Linked DNA regions of Zea mays: all the other regions are linked to region 1. The links are chromatin contacts, called in public Hi-C maps. All regions are on one chromosome and are shown on one strand. The core of a region is the stretch at or near the end of the contact, and the rest is flanking DNA. Distances in the headings are between cores, read along the strand shown. Region 1 holds the start of LOC103630203 (40S ribosomal protein S21-like). Region 2 holds the start of LOC103630205 (pentatricopeptide repeat-containing protein At1g20230). Region 3 holds the start of LOC100191963.

The links. A called contact is a pair of places that touch in the nucleus more often than the background predicts.
Region 2: a contact with region 1 is called in a Hi-C map of ear, with 1.8 times the contacts expected there. The contact joins the promoter of LOC103630205 here to the promoter of LOC103630203 in region 1. A contact is called at or near these places in 2 of 25 Hi-C or Micro-C datasets (ear and tassel).
Region 3: a contact with region 1 is called in a Hi-C map of endosperm, with 3 times the contacts expected there. The contact joins the promoter of LOC100191963 here to the promoter of LOC103630203 in region 1. A contact is called at or near these places in 4 of 25 Hi-C or Micro-C datasets (ear, endosperm, leaf and 1 more).

What each region holds. Positions count from the first base shown.
Region 1 is chr6:147,875,768-147,879,353 of Zm-B73-REFERENCE-NAM-5.0, reverse strand. It overlaps LOC103630203 (40S ribosomal protein S21-like), which reads left to right and starts at 1,555. Exons shown (of 4, transcript NM_001378309.1): 1 at 1,555-1,607; 2 at 3,228-3,309; 3 at 3,398-3,530. The coding sequence starts at 3,260.
Region 2 is chr6:148,069,327-148,072,912 of Zm-B73-REFERENCE-NAM-5.0, reverse strand. LOC103630205 (pentatricopeptide repeat-containing protein At1g20230) reads left to right here and starts at 1,712. Exons shown (of 2, transcript XM_008651282.4): 1 at 1,712-3,586. The coding sequence starts at 2,643.
Region 3 is chr6:148,013,051-148,016,636 of Zm-B73-REFERENCE-NAM-5.0, reverse strand. LOC100191963 reads right to left here and starts at 1,691. Exons shown (of 1, transcript NM_001137387.1): 1 at 1-1,691. The coding sequence starts at 1,683.

The sequences.
Region 1 (3,586 bases), core at 306-2,805:
TGTAGGTTTGTGACGATAGGCAGAATCACACCACACACGACTGCTCCGTGGAATGACCCGAGGGACCCCCCGCACACTACTATGTATGTGTCAGTGACGGACTAGCTACAGGGGGCCGCATGACGAACGAGCGAGACGATATGCCATACCAAGAGTACGGTTAAGCGCGACCCTACAGAGAACACACACAATGACTTGGAGAAGCAGATCTCACTCACTCACTCACTCACTCTCTCTCTCTCTCTCGTAGAAAATAGATCTCCTCTGTAAGGTCCAACCCTTGAACTGTAAATGGGCATGCTATTTTTTTTCTAAGGACACACAAGCACACCACTACATGCCTTGAAGCAATACCACGATCAACACTACGCTAGACTAGGGTGAAAGCCTAAACCAGTATAACCCTAGTGTCTCAGTTCCTAGCTCGGATCCCCGTGATCCACCATTCGAAGGGAGTTCGCGCTTGCATCCCCCACTAAACACAAATCTATTGTCCCCCATTTTTCGAAACCACGATAGAGCCCATTTGAAAGTTTCCAATATAGTGTTAGACATCAAAGTTGTTGCCCCACAATTCAATGATAATTTAGGTTGTTTGTAACTTACAAGATTCTTACCTAGGCAAGTATCTAGTTTAAAGGAAAAACATATCGCTTTATCCACGACCATTGAGGAAACAAAGGAGGAACAACATAGGATCAAGACAACTAACATATTAGTCCCCTAAAAACATTAGCATCAATATATGAATACATCCAAATTACGATATGGATTTTTAAAAAAATAATAGGTCTATTTGACATACTGAGTCATGGTAGACACAATATGTTAGGGTTTTGTCATTATGAAGCTCTCTCAAACTCTTACCCATATTTTGACTCTTGTTTGGATGAAAAAACCTTAGAGATAGTTTTATATAGGTGGGGGTAACCTTCCACCATTTAGCAGGATGCTCAATGGTGGCCGACATATAATATAAAAATAAAAAACTCTTTCCTTTTTCCTATCCTCATCTAAGGCACTGTTTGGGAGGGCTCTATTTCAAAAATTATAGTTTCGGTTTTCCAGCTTCATCATGAAACAACTTTAACATATTGTAAGACCGTGTACATGGATTTCAGCTTCTGTAATATAATTAATTTGTGTGAGTTTCCTTAATTAACCTTGATGATTAATGAGTGGAGAAAGATACATGAAACGGTAGACCAATGCCATGGTGGGTAATTTTGGTGCAACTTCATTAAAATGTATCAAAATAGTGTTTTTGAAGCATCCTTTAAGAAGTTTAAAAAATTTAATGAAACTGGCCTATAGTTACTTTTTTTGAAGCTAAAGTTCATGAAGTTTGACTTGTTTGGATAGAATAAGCTGAAATAGACTTGAAAATTTTTAAATGAAGCTCTCCAAACATAGTCTAAAAATGGCCTAACTGATCCATACACGGGCCTTTCTCTGGGCCACCATTCGCGAGCCCATTAGCGGGCTCGCCCAGACACGCCGACACCCTTATATAATGTCCCGAACCCTAGAGGACAGCGCTTTCCTGTCCGACTCCCAGCCGTCGTCTGCTGCGGACTCCGCCTCCATTTTGCTCTGTTTCTTGCAAGGTATCGTTTCTTCTCGGCTCACTCACTCTCGCTCGACCTATGTTCTTGAGCTGGTTGATGAGATAGCAACTGGATCAAAGTTGTACTCTCTTGCCTCCCCGTGACCATAGTGAATCGCCCTCTGCGTTCGATTTATGGTAGCTACTGCGCCTCCATTCACTTAGGGTTTTGTTTGCTTTTGTATTTCGATGACCTGATTCTTACGGATAGTTTCTTCTGGATCCGATGAATTACCTACGTGCCGTTGCTTACGGATAGTTTCTTCTGGATCCAATGAATAACTTACATACCAACGACTTACTGATTGTACCTGTGATGTGTTACCTGGTGTTAATGAAAGTTAGGATCGAATTTTTTGAGGTGCAGAGCTGCTGTAGTTTCTGTTTTGCAGATACTTTGCTCTGGATCTGACTTTGTAGATCATGTGCAGTAACAGTTGCAACCCCATCGTATGGGCATAATTTCTGATATGGTTTATAAAATTATTGTGCCCCATTTTGAATTCGTCTTACTGGCTAAAACTTCTGTGCGCACAGTTATTAATTTTCTTTTTATTTTTTCTAGCCCTGCTTTGTTTTTATATTATTTTACTAGTTATGTACCCGTGCGTTTCTATTACATATTTAGGCCTATCACATTCGGGCAGCCACACATAACACGGTGACAACCAATTTGACAAGAGTACAAGTCTAAAGAAACTGGGATGGACCATATCATAAAAACACGATGATTTCTGTCAAGCTATGATGGTGACACTGTTAAAACAAAGCATAGTATTAAGAAGTATAGAGATGCAACCAACCAACCACAAATTTTCTCAAACTCTCATCTCCGACAATATGATTTATGAGAGCGATAATTAATAGCTCAGTTGAGGAGTAGAGAAGCAAGATGACCAAACCATACCAAAGTGGCACACAAACTGAGGAAGGACAGTGCATACCCAAATATGAAATAAAATATATTGTAACTAACCAATTTTCTCTAGATTTTAAATTACCATATCTGGAAGACTGAATTTTGGTATATCCTTTTCAGCTCCATATCCCATAGAAACTATAATGGAAGCACAATAAACACAATGTAAAAGAGGTAGTTTTTTTTATTTAGAATCAAGACTATATAATCCAGATTCCTTGAATCCCCTAAATTGTGTTTGTTTATTGTTAGAAATGAACTTCATCTACCAAACAGGATTCGAACAGGCCTTTCTTTACCATGTTTCGTGCAACTATGCACTGCTAACATATCAGTAGCATGGTTTGTACTGCTAGAATATCAGTTTATTACCATTTTTGTGCAATCGTGACTGAGGTGGATGGGGTTATTGAACAATGTATTTGAATATTTGATGTTTTAGCTGCATGGAAGTATTCATTCCAATCCTTATGTTGAATTGCAAATAATTGCTTAAATTTGAGATCTGTATAGTTCAGGTTTAGTTGTGCCTTTTCATTGGAGCCTGAATTGGACTTCAGTTGTTTGCATAGTTATAGTTATAAATATAGAATAGCTTGCTTGTCCATCAATTTTGAATTGTTACAGTACTGAATGAGTCCTCAGAGTGCATAGTGCTGTTCTCTTTTTATGTGCCTGATAGTTGGTCCTCTTGTATTTCAGTTGCTCTTGCGGTAGTTCCCCCAACTGCCACCATGCAGAACGAGGAGGGTAAGACTGTGGACCTCTATGTCCCCAGGAAGTGGTACGTTTGCCTCATCCTCTTGTAGAAATATTTCTGCTCTGCATGGTTGGTTTTGTTGTGTGCTAAGGTTGAGTTTATGTTCTTTCAGCTCGGCCACAAACAGGATCATCACTGCCAAGGACCATGCCTCTGTCCAGATCAACATTGGCCACTTGGATGCGAATGGCCTGTATGATGGTCACTTCACAACGTTTGCTCTCTCTGGGTTTGTCCGTGCTCAGGTGATAGTTCATGATATGTTTATTGCATTTGTCTAGCCCATAAAGTTTAAAGCTTG
Region 2 (3,586 bases), core at 463-2,962, 190 kb before region 1:
ACTAGCAATTCAAGGCATGGTCCATTGTTCAGTTGTGGATGAACGTAATCTCTATCCTAGATGGATGTTTGACTTAACAGTCTCCATCGAAACACTGATATATCATATAACATTGGAGCTAAGAGTATTTTACACGTGCATTGGAATTTGATGGAGATTATTAGAATATTTTGGGTGAACCCCATTTATCTTCCAAGGGAAATTATGAGAGGATAAGGTGAAGATTAATGATAAGTTACTAGTAATGGGCATTTTTATGTCTTGGAGTTACTAGTAACGATCATTTTGATGGCTTACTAGTAACAAACATTTTTATGTCTTGGAGTTACTAGTAACAGTCATTGTTATGGCTAGTTTATGACTGCTGTTTTACATGATGGCATCTCCTCACATTCCCGTGTGCGTTTATATATGACTGGATCATTCTTTTATCTAGTGATCCACGAGAATTTCCTAGCGCCCTGTCACACACTGCTACATGGCATTCTGTTTTCCCGGCTCTGTGTTCTTGAGATCCTGCTCGGGATAGGCAGCTCATCAGGTTTTGGGGGGCACACGATGTGACTGCTTGATCGTCACAGAGTCCATTGATGTCTCAGCTTGTTCGCTAAATTGACATCGGCTTGTTCGCGAGATCGACATTGCCTTGTTCTCGGAAACCTTCGTCTTCCTCCTGGTGGGCGACGTTGTTGTTCGTCTTCCTCATCTTCTTCCGGACGGTTGCTGTTCCTGCTGTACGACTTCTTCTCGGTGACCGTTCGAGGGACTGCACTGCGTACCTTTTCCTGCATTGGTTTAGTCGTCCACATCGAACATACACACGAAATGTCTCATGTAAATGGAGTCATCGATGCCTTGAGCATTTATCTCTCCTCACTGTACTCACTGTTCATTATTTTTTGTGCATGTTATTTTGTTGTTTAATACTACTGTGAGTAATTATGCACGCATGCACATCACGTTTATCGCGCTATATTTTCGGATTAAAAGAATGCCTAAATTTCTAACAAATCATTACCATTGCTATTTATTAGAAATCATTACCGTTGCTATACCAAACAGCACCTGATTGTCTTCACGGAGAATATATTATTGGATACGACGAAATCCATAGCACGCAGAACACGTCCTGTTCCATTTTGTTTTTGTAAAATCTATCGTGTACCATGCCAGCGCGTTGAGCGAATCGACGAGAAAGAAAATCGATCTGCAAAGCAGATGTGGATTCTGTTGTGCCCTGTCGCTGTCGGAACCAAAAGCACTGGCTGCGCTGCAATGAGATCGAGCACTACTAAACGGTCAAACGATGCTCTTGACAAAAGCTCTAAATAAAAGCCCTCAACTCTTGTGGTTCTCTGGCCATGTCGTGTAGGCGGCAGGCGGCTAGGCGCTCGACTCTTGTGGTTCTCTTGCCATGGCGTGTAGAACGCTGGAGCTGACGCTGGTCTCCGCGAGGGACCTCCGTGCCGTCAACCTCGTCTCCAAGATGGAGGTCTACGCGGTGGCCTACGAAGCCGGCGACCCGCGCTCGCGGCAGCGCGTCCCCGCCGACCGCGCCGGCGGCCGCAACCCCACCTGGAACGCCACCGTCCTGCTCACAGTCCCGGCCTCCGCAGGCACCGGGAGCCGCGCCGTCCGCATCCTGCTGCGCACGGAGCGCGCGCTGGGCGGCGACCGCGACGTCGGCGAGGTGCTCCTCCCGCTCGCCGACGTCCTCGCTGGGGCCGGGGACGGGCCCACGACGGACGCCACGGTCGCCTGCTTCCCCGTCCGCAGGATCGGCGGCTCAAGCAAGCCCCAGGGCGTGCTCAACCTCTCTTACAAGCTCGGCGGGGTCGTCCAGCCGGACCACCTTGCCGCCCGGACCGAGGGAACCCCGCGGGTGCAGGCAGCTGGCGGCCCGTGTCCGACGATGGCGTACTTGGCTGCCGCGGCGACGGCGTACTCGGCTGCGCGCCCGCCACAGGACTTGCCGCCTACAGCGTACGCAGCGCCGCCCGTGGGTGCGACGTCGACGAGCATGCGGAGCAGCCGGTGGAAGCTAGCCGCTTGAGAAGATGACACATTTGTTTTTCTGAGAATGTATACAGTGTATCTTGAAATACTGCTTGGTGAAATACCCTCTACTCGGCCTACCAAAGATTCGATGAAGATGTTGGCCACTCATCTCTAAAATGTAAAGAAGTAATTAGGCTGCTTATTGATTTTTGAGGAAGTGAGAGAATTAAGCCCGTTTCAATCTTACGGGATAAACTTTAGCTTTCTACTAATTTTAGCTATATGAATTGAAGTGCTAAAGTTTAGTTTTTTGGAATGTTTGGATTACTCTAATAAAGTTTAGCATATTGGAATAAAAAGACACTCATGTCCCTAATGCGGAGAGGGAATGAGGTTAGAGGGTATGGGTGGAAAATAGGGTTCTCTGGCTCACGTTTAGGTTCTTTTAGCATGCCTTGAGCAACTTATGACATAATAGGTACTAAATTTTATCATATCATCATTAGCTCTTCTGTTTAGATTACCAAATGAATAAAAATAGTTAAAAAAACTGCTAAAGTTTATCTCTTTAGATTGAAACAGACCTTAGCCTGCTATCACAACAACCATCCCGCGTTCACGAGTGAACAGAGTAGAGTAGTTGTATGGGCATGCCCCATTCCAGCTCCCTCCACCACTTCCTCCGCCACGTTTCCTTCCCTCCGGACCCGCACCTCCTCCCCACCGCGTTCAAGTCATGCCCGACACTGCCGCTCGCCCGCGCTCTCCACGCCGTCGCCGAGGTCAGCGGCCTCGCGCGGGACCCCTTCGTCGCCTCCTCGCTCCTACACGCCTATCTCCGCCTCGGTACCACGGGCAACGCCCGCGCCTTGTTCGACGGAATGCCGCGCCCGCAGAGGACCGTCGTCGGCTGGAGCGCGCTGGTCGCGGCGCACGCGGCGCGCGGGGACGCCGAGGGCGCCTGGCGCCTGCTCGAGGAGATGCGGCGGGATGGCGGCGTGGAGCCGAACGTGATCACCTGGAACGGGCTCGTGTCCGGGCTCAACCGCAGTGGCCGTGCCCGGGACGCGGTCGTTGCGCTGGCGACCATGCACGGGGAAGGGCTCCTGCGTCCTGACGCCACGGGCGTCTCGTGCGCGCTGTCTGCTGTTGGGGACGTCGGTTTGGTTTCGGTGGGCCAACAGCTGCACGGATACGCTGTGAAGGCAGGTTGCAGGGCGGACGCCTGCGTGGTCACCGCCCTCATCGACATGTACGGGAAGTGCGGCCAGGCTGCAGAGGTTGTTCGGGTGTTTGATGAGTCCAGCCACATGGATGTTGCTTCTTGCAATGCCCTTATTGCGGGACTATCTCGGAACGCGCAAGTCTGCGAGGCACTAAGGTTGTTCAAAGAGTTTGTTGACCGGGGAGTTGAGCTGAATGTCGTGTCCTGGACCTCGATTGTTGCTTGTTGTGTGCAGAATGGTAAGGATTTGGAAGCTGTCGAGTTTTTCAGGGAGATGCAGGCACAAGGGACTGAACCAAACTCTGTCACGATCCCTTGTGTGCTGCCAGCGTTTGCCAATGTTGCAGCTCTGATGCATGGGAG
Region 3 (3,586 bases), core at 442-2,941, 140 kb before region 1:
GGCGGTGGACCAGTCCGGGTGCACCTTCTTGACGAGGGCCGCGACGCCGGTGATATGCGGCGTCGCCATGGACGTGCCGGAGACGACGTTGAAGCTGCTCGACTGGGGGGCCCCGACGGGCACCTCCGACGGCCACGCGGCGAGTATGTTGAGCCCCGGCGCCATGATGTCGGGCTTCAGCACTCCGGGGCTGGCGACGCTGGGGCCGCGCGACGAGAAGGCTGCCACGATCGGCGACGGCTTCACCCCAACGACTGTGCTGTTGAACACGATCGTTGCCGTATGGTTGCTCGTCGACGTACCCTTCATGGCGTAGCCCATTATCTTTGTGCCGTCCACCGCGGTCACCTGCGACATGGGGAGGTTGTCGTACTTCTCCACGACGATGGTGTATCCGAAGTCCGGTTCGTTGATGAACACAACGCCGGCGCCGCCAGCATTGCTGACCGCCTCGATCGAGCTCATGGGTGGCACCGGTGTCTCGGTGTCGCACACGACCACCATGCCGGTGATGTTGGCGTCGAAGTAGTCGCAGTAGTTCAAGCCGTTTGAGTAGTACAGCGGATACACTTTGGAGCTGAAGTCCTTGTCCTGAACCAGCGACTCGCCTTCGAACATCTCGCCGTCGCCAAGCCGCACGCTGGCACGGAAGCTCCGGTCTACAGACCCGGCCGCCACGGTCAATACCCACGGCGCTTCGTTGGACAGCGTGGAGGGCAGAGGGCCACTGTTGCCGCCGGCGCACACTACGAGGACGCCCTTGGTCACCGCTGCGAACGCGCCGATGGCGATGGGGTCCTTGTCCAACGGCGTGGAGATGCCGCCGAGGGACACCGAGAGGACGTCGACTCCGTCCTTCACGGCGGCGTCCATCCCGGCCAGCAAGTCGGACTCGAAGCACCCTTGGGCGTCGCAGACCTTGTACACGGCCAGGTGCGCGCCGGGTGCCATCCCGGCCGCCGTGCCGCCGCCGCCGCCAAGGCCGAAGGCCGAGACTCCTTCCACGAACCGGCCGGCCGCCGTGCCGGTGGTGTGCGTGCCGTGCCCGACGTCGTCGGTGGTGGTGTTGTCCCCGACGAACGACGCCGCGCCGATGAGCTTGTTGTTGCACCGAACGGGAGGCTGGCAGGCGCCCTTCCACCTGGGGGGTGGCGGCGGCATGCCGTCGTCGTGGAACGAAGGGTGCTTCTCGTCGATCCCGGTGTCCAGAAACCCAATGATCGTGCCCTCGCCGTAGCCGGTCGCGTTCCAGACGCCGCCGTCGGGAGTCAGCCCTAGGAACCCCGGACTGCGCGTCGTCATGAGCTGCACCCTGCGTTCCGGGAACGCGCGCACGAACCCTGGCCTCCTGGACACGGCCGCGAGCTCGTCGTCAGTCAGCCTAGCGGCGAAGCCCGAGAGCACGCTCGTGTACGAGTGGCGAACGCGGCGCCGGCTGCCGGCGCCGGCGCCGGAGCTCAGCAGGAACGACTCGTGCCACCGGCGGTGCGCTGCCTCGTCGTCTTCATGAGTGTGCGCAGGCGGAGGCTCGACCAGGACGATGTAAGTTCGAGCGCTGGCGTGATGCCCGGCCCCGCCGGTGCTCCGCGGCGCCGCGTCGTAAGGGACGTAGCCCAGCACGGAGCACGCCGCAGCGACCAAAATAAGTGCGTATGGAAGGGGCAAAATCGTGAACCGCGCCATGGTTTGCGAGCACGGATTTGGCACAGATAGCGTTTAGTGTCGCTGAAGCTTATATACACCGTGGACTGGAGCGGATGGTTTTCTCCTGCCGGATCATCTTGTCTTGCCGCATGACTACCAAGCACGCATGCGTGATCCCGAGATACAGGGCAGCCCATCCGAGAAACCATGAACATGTCAAATGCATGGTGAGTGCAATATAATGCTTTCTGGACTCTTTAAGGCCCTGTTCGGTTTCACCGGAATGGACCAGGATTTATTCCAGCTCATTAAAATCTATATAAATTAGAGAAGTAATCCGGCTAGGAATTAATCCGGGGCTTCAATCCCTAACAACCGAACAGGGCCTAAGGGCATGTTTATTTCCACTAAACTTTAGCATTTGATAGTTGTTTGATATAAGTACTAAACTTTATTCCCTCCTATGTCCTATTGGTTGTTGTTTTGGATATGGTTTGGATCAAACTTATAAAATTTTGAATACAAATAACGGTTTTATTATTTAATTTTGAAATCCAATGTTTATATACACCGGTTTGTATTAAAATGTGCTTTTATAGAAGTATAAATATATTAAGAGTTTAATTGTATTTTAACAAAAAAAACATTGTCAAAGTTATATTTTATAAACTATGTCTTTGTTCTAAACGACAACTAATAGAACACTGCAGGGATTAGCATATTACCTCTAATTAATATCTAAACTAGAAGCAGTAAAAGAGTCGGACGGTGGGGGAGGAGAGAGAAGGGGCATTCAGCTGGACTCGGGAGAGAGAAGAGAAATAAAATTGGAATCACTTTTAGCACAGTTTAGCACCTTTGGTGAAGCTTTCACCAAAGTACTAATGAGTGCTAAACTTTAACACAACACTTTTAGCCACCTTATTTGCATCCCAAGGAGCTAAGCTTTAGCAAAAGTGTAGTGCTAAACTTTAGCAAGGGACCCATTAGAATTTTAGCTTCACCAAATATGCTAAATTGTGCTAAAATGATCCTCAACCTCATTTCTCTCTCCTTTCTCCTCCACTGAATGCCCCTTCTCTCTCCTCCCTACAAGGTCGGCTCTTGTACTACTAGTAGTTTATGCATTAAGTAGGGGTAATGTGCTAAAGTTTAGCACTTGTATCCAAACAAACCTCAAGTGCTAAAGGTGCTAAACTTTAGCACTATGGAAACAAACACGACCTAAGTATATTCTCAATGGAAGTTTTATAGGCAAGATTAACTAGAGTGACACATCATCTAAAGAAGTTTGAAACTACGATGAAATAATCTCACACGATGCATAATTTCATTTTTGTTGTTTTCTAGGTCAAAAGCAAGACATAAATGTATTGGAAACCGTATAGACATAATTTTATCCCTATGAAACTCATTTCATATCTCTCATCGTTAATACACTACCACATCAACAAAAACATTGACATGATAGTCTATTTAATTTCTCACTGAGAATGGTCTAATTGTAACCACATCTGTTCCATTGCCTTTGGTTTAGTGTGAGATGCACCACACATCCGAACTTTGGGTTTGTGGTTCTCTGTCACACTCACACCCAGTTTCAGAAGGCAACCCGAATGTCAATCATGTATATGATAGGATCATAACTCACATACACAATGATTATATAAATGACTCATCATTGCACAATGCTTCAAGTAATTATAAACAGTAAGTAATATTACAGACTAGAGTCATTAACATCATTTAGATCAAAGTACATAGAATATATATGTAGCCAACATAAATAAACCCTCCATAGACAGTTGATTGGGGGAGATCGCATGCCTAATATTCATGCTTTACGAGGTCTTAGAACTCTTGGGGATCAGCATTAGCAATTCCTTCCTTATCGACTGAGCATGGATTGCACCAAGGGTAACCTTATGTTTCTATGGAACCA